Linked DNA regions of Hordeum vulgare: region 2 is linked to region 1. The links are chromatin contacts, called in public Hi-C maps. All regions are on one chromosome and are shown on one strand. The core of a region is the stretch at or near the end of the contact, and the rest is flanking DNA. Distances in the headings are between cores, read along the strand shown.

Region 1 (2,729 bases), core at 102-2,601:
AGTAGGACTAAGACAGAGTACATGAGGTGCGCTTTCAGTACTACTAAGCACGAGGAGGAGGGGGTGTTAGCCTTGATGGGCAGGTGGTACCTCAGAAGGACACCTTTCGTTATTTGGAGTCAATGTTGTAGAAGGATGGGGATATCGATGAAGACATGAACCATCGAAATAAAGCCGGATGGATGAAGTGGCGCCAAGCTTCTGGCATTCTCTGTGACAAGAGGGTGCCACAAAAGCTAAAAGGCAAGTTCTATAGGACGGTTGTTCGACCCGCAATGTTGTATGGCGCTAATTGTTGGCCGACTAAAAGGCGACATGTGCAATAGTTAGGTGTGGCGGAGATGCACATGTTGAGATGGAAGTGTGGCCATACAAGGAAGGACCGAATCTAGAATGATGATATACGAGATAGAGTTGGGGTAGCGCCAATTGATGAGAAGCTTGTCCAACATCGTCTGAGATGGTTTGGGCATATTCAGCGCAGGCCTCCAGATGCCCCAGTGCATAGCGGATGGATAAAGCATGCTGATAATGTCAAGAGAGGTCGGGATAGACCGAACTTGTCATAGGAAGAGTTCGTAAAGAGAGATCTAAAGGATTGGAGCATCACCAAAGAACTAGCCATGGATAGTGGTGCGTGGAAGCTTGCTATCCATGTGCCGGAACCATGAGTTGGTCGCGAGATCTTATGGGTTTCACCTCTAGTCTACCCCAACTTGTTTGGGACTAAAGGCTTTGTTGTTGTTGTTGTAACACTAAATAATGGGACATAAAGTTAGTAACAACACCTACAACAGTTGCGCACAGTATGGACAAAAACAATAATTTGGTCAGATTTATGAGTAACAATCTCAAGTTCATCAAATTGCCTGATAGCCTAGTGTGTGTGAGATTACAAGACCATCACGAGGAATCCCCAGATAGATCAAAAACGGCTAAAACCAACCTAAGCAAATCGCAAAAAGTACAAGGAGGCGCATCTAGAAAGACAACCTTGCATCTCCTTGGCGACCTTGGCCTGCATGTCGCGCAGGGCGGCGGCCTCCTCCTCCATCTCCTTGAGCCTACGCTTCATCTCGTCGAGCTCCTGCAGCCGGCGGGAAAGCGCACGGTCAGAACTAAACTAGGTTTAGGGTTTAGCGCGGAGACAGGGATCCGAGGGATGGGGACGGGGGGTGGGGGGAGGGGGAACCTTTGCTGCGTCGTCTCCGGCAGCGGCCATGTCGACGTCGGTGCCTTCCATGTCGCCGTCCACGGGGATCTCCTGGCCGTACACCTCGTGCTCCTCCTCGTCCATGGCCGTCTCTCTTCGATCTAAACCCAGCTCGGGTGGATTTGGGATCGGAGGCGGAGGCGGAGCGGGTGGGCCCGGTACTCCGCTTATGCTTCAGCTGGGCTTGTGGGCCTCGTACTTTTTTTTAGTGTTATGTGCGCCTCGTACTATCATCGGTCGCTCTGGGTGAGATGCTTAATGGACTGTATGCCCATTGGGCCTGGTATATGGGCCCAGGCATTCGGGGGAACGGATGCATTCCCGTTCCTTCTGGAATGTTCAGAACGCTTCTCAAAAAAAAAAAAAAGTTCAGCGCGCAGCTGCGCGGCGGGGCATTCGCGAACCTTCTAAATCATTCCCCAAGCCACGCCGCTGGTATAAATTCCCACAGTTCCCGGCGATCTGCGTCGTGCCAAGGCAGCAAAATCCAGAAACATCCGAGCAAGACAGTCACAGTCAGGGAGAGAAGGGAGAGCGTGGAGAATGGCTTCAAGGGTGGTGGCCTCCAGCAGGATCCCGCTGGTGCGCGCCATGGAGAACCTCCTGGCCGCGTCGTCCGGCCCGGCTCTCAGGCCGGCTGCCGTCTCCGTCGGCGTCCGCGGGTACAACGCCGGCGCGCCCCTCCGCAGCCACGACAGGGACGAGGCGCTCGAAGACACCCGCCACGGCGGCCGCGGCGCGCGCGAGCGCGGTGCCTCCGTGCCCAGCTTCTTCTCAGGTAGCCGTCTTCTCAAATCGTGCAGCTCCAATTGCGGCAGAAACGAATGCGTGGCCAAGCTGCTGTAATTTACAGTATCATTTTCGTGGTGAATTGGTTGCAGATGTGTTCCGTGACCCGTTCAGCGCGCCGCAGAGCCTGGGCCGGCTGCTGAACATGATGGACGACGTGGCGGCGGCGGGGGCCCCCGTCGGCGCCCGCGCGGCGCCGCTGCGGCTCGGGTGGAACGCCAAGGAGGACGAGGACGCGCTGCGGCTGCGGGTGGACATGCCGGGGCTGGGGAAGGAGCACGTCAAGGTGTGGGCGGAGCAGAACAGCCTGGTGATCAAGGGCGAGGGCGAGAAGGAGTCCGAGGAGGAGGACGGCTTCGCCGCGCCGAGGTACAGCGGCCGCCTCGAGCTCACCGGCGACGTGTACCGGATGGACCAGATCAAGGCCGAGATGAAGAACGGCGTGCTCAGGGTGGTCGTGCCCAAGGTCGAGAAGCGCACCGACGTCTACGAGGTCAACGTCGACTAGACACCAGCGTGCCCGAAAGTTTAGCTAGCGCCGTCGAATAAACCGAAATGTCACGAGTTTTTTTCTTCTTCTTCTGTTGGTCATGTCGTGCTGAGGTGCCTGTACGTGTACGAGTATGAATCGACCAAACCGTATGCCCGGTTTTAACTTCTTTCTTCCTTCCCAAGCAAAATATGCAGCTCGCCGCAAAATAAAACAAAATGCAGATCGTATTCGTAT
Region 2 (2,729 bases), core at 85-2,584, 110 kb before region 1:
CGTTTTTATCCGTCTCCAGAGACCAACCGATCTCCAGGCTCTGCAGCGAGTCATCATTTGTGATGGTCCAGAGTGCGCGAGCAGAAATGCTCGGTGGCTGGTGGTAAATAATGGTGTGAGTTGCGGTTAAGCGAAACGACTGGCCTCGATGCTCTCTTCCTCGGTGTTGCAGCAGTTTCGGCATTTTGTTTCTCAATCCTTTCGCCGTTTGGGCAGTGCGGTCGCCATGCGGATTGACAGAGTCGTTTTAGAAATACTCCTGAATATAATACGTTTTAGAAATTTCAATACGCACTACACACATAAAAAATGAATGAATATATGTTTTAAAGTATGTCTACACACATAACAAAAAGATTTATATTTGAAAACGGAGGAAGTAACGTATAAATGTTTCAACGGGCGTGACAAAATGTAAGGAAACATGTGAGCTGCCAATTAAAGATAGACTGATCAGCTCCTTGCCTGTTGTATGTTCGTGGCACACAGTGCTAATAAATCGGCGTAACAGGCAGCGCAGATTTTCCCACCGGAAAAGCCCCCCGTGATGCCGCCCGTGAGGCCGTGATCGCCCCCCGTAACAGTCGTGCCACCATATGTTTATTCACTCGGCCGGTGACACCACTGTGCTGCACTGCTGTCCGCTGCGGTGCTGCCTAATGGTGGCGGGCGGCCTGACCGCACAGTCTAAAGCTCAGGCTTAACAGAGCGCCTGCTTGTCTCATTTCGAAAAACAGGCATGGGCGGATTCCCTTCGGCATGTGAGCTGAAACCCGCGTGATCGATTGGTGCACTGCACTGCACTGCACTGCATTACACCGCACAGGGCTCAAGTCCCCATCAGCGGCGTCGCGTTTGCTGTAGCGTGCACACCTCACCCCCCTTGTTGTCGATCCGGTTCTGAGTTCTCTCTCCCGCTCGATCTTTCCGTGGTGGGTGAAACCGTCAAGGCAACATGCATGCATGGCGTTGCTGGCTGCGGCAGCTCTAGCTAGCTAGCTTGCCGACGAGCAACATGATAATGGTAGTGCAGTGCAGTGCAGTACTAGTAATTACAGTGCTTGGTAGGCAACGCCACATGTTTCTCCCTTTTAGGGCACCTACCGGCTACCGCTTAGCTTGGCTTCACTGACGAACTGACGTTTTGTTAGCATTTTTAGGCTACATACATACATATATGCAGCTTCAGAGACCAGAAGTTTTCGTAGCTTAAATTTGCCGGAGTAGCCCACAGGCCACACCAGAGAAAGAGGAAGCTGCACAGCATGTGGGGAGGGGTTTACCTGAACCACTATCCTGGGTGGCCCTGCTCGGTTGGCCAGTAGTTGAATGCCCATTTATTCCCCTGGCCGCTGCAGGAGCATTTAGCAATCTTGGATGCAAGCTGCGTCTTTGCAGTGCAGGCTAGCGGCATCTCCCTGTGCCCATGCAATGCACAGATGCGTGCATGTACCTCCAGCTCCAGGCCTGCCTCTCACAGGTCGCAACTTGATCGATCCACGGATGGCTGCCACCACCGCCTGCCGGAGCATTGTGGGCTCGTTCCATCTCAGCGCAGTGAACGATCCCAATTTTCTACTCACTCCGCTCACAAATACTCCTATAAGATGTTCCAATTTTGTTGTAAACCAGATGTACATTGACATGTATTAGCGTGTTTGTTCACTCGTTTTAGTTTGTATGTAACCGACGTTAAAATATCCAAAACATATGAACGGAGACAGCACCAAACAAGGCAGGTAGCCATGCAAGCTAACTGCAGATCACCCGTACAGGTTACACTATTATTAGTACGAGTAGTACGTAGCATGCTTGTGCGTGCACGCTAAACTGGTAATTATTGTGTCCCTGACAAGAAGAGTCAAGGTCTTTTGGCTGGTGAGGGCCAGAAGGATGCATCAAAGAGGTCATTATGGGCAAAAAGCTGTACCTTTCCAAGATGCACGTCGGTGGAGCGCTGGAAAAGAGCGATAGAGCTGTGAAAGAGGACCCCATGCAATGGCTCCAAACTTGCATTGCCGTCTTGTCTCGGTCATGCATATGCACTTCCACGCGAGCAAATTTTATGTGTCTGGATAACATTTTTTTTAAACGTGGGGCAAAAGATTTGCCCTTTTCATTAATTAAGAGAGGAAGAAGTCTCGCAAGGTTACGTGATATAGAGAAAAACACCCACACCACACAAAAAAGACGCTACTCTACCGGCAGAATGTTCCCTAGATGTTTCGCATCTGCAATAGCCTAGAGTCTCGCCATGCCCTGGATGGTGCGGAGAAGGATGGTTGATGGTGTGAATTTGCTTCTAAAAACCCTTGTGCTCCTTTCATCCCAAATTATCTTGCAAACCAGCATAGTGAGAGAAGACATCGGCCTTCCATGGATCCTCTGGGTGCAGGCCATGTCAAATCACCAATCTTTGATGCTCCTATAGTTTGCCGAACCACAGACATCCGAGCTGACCATTTGAAGCCAATCCTTCATCAAGCCCCATAGCCTCATCGTGTAGCAACACTTGATGAGGAGATGCTCGACGGTTTCCTGCTCCCTCGTACAAAGGGGGCAAGGGCCACAGTTTGGCCACCCCCTCTTGGCCAATCTGTCCACCGTCCAGATTTTGTTCTGAATTGCGAGCCATGCTAGGAATTTTACATTGGGGGTGCCGAGGTCTTCCACACCACCTTGCACATGTTAGAGCGAGTGATGGACAGGAATTGCGCGGCGTATGCGGA

What was found. Hi-C and Micro-C count contacts between places; a contact is called where the count stands out from the background.
Region 2: a contact with region 1 is called in a Hi-C map of seedling, with 1.6 times the contacts expected there. The contact joins the enhancer-like site here to the promoter of LOC123405955 in region 1. A contact is called at or near these places in 3 of 6 Hi-C or Micro-C datasets (leaf and seedling).

What each region holds. Positions count from the first base shown.
Region 1 is chr6H:514,709,026-514,711,754 of MorexV3_pseudomolecules_assembly, reverse strand. It overlaps LOC123405955 (polyadenylate-binding protein 2-like), which reads right to left and starts at 1,351. Exons shown (of 6, transcript XM_045099463.1): 1 at 1,193-1,351; 2 at 994-1,087. The coding sequence starts at 1,297. LOC123405954 (24.1 kDa heat shock protein, mitochondrial-like) reads left to right here and starts at 1,639. Exons shown (of 2, transcript XM_045099462.1): 1 at 1,639-1,991; 2 at 2,095-2,661. The coding sequence starts at 1,757. The coding sequence ends at 2,510.
Region 2 is chr6H:514,817,211-514,819,939 of MorexV3_pseudomolecules_assembly, reverse strand. No RefSeq gene overlaps it. Among protein-coding and RNA genes, the nearest start is that of LOC123405714, 17 kb to the left of the region's middle. Within about 2 kb of position 1,334, at least 3 of the 3 cell types and tissues checked have open chromatin away from gene starts, as enhancers often do. A contact at or near this core is called in leaf and seedling, where this site is marked.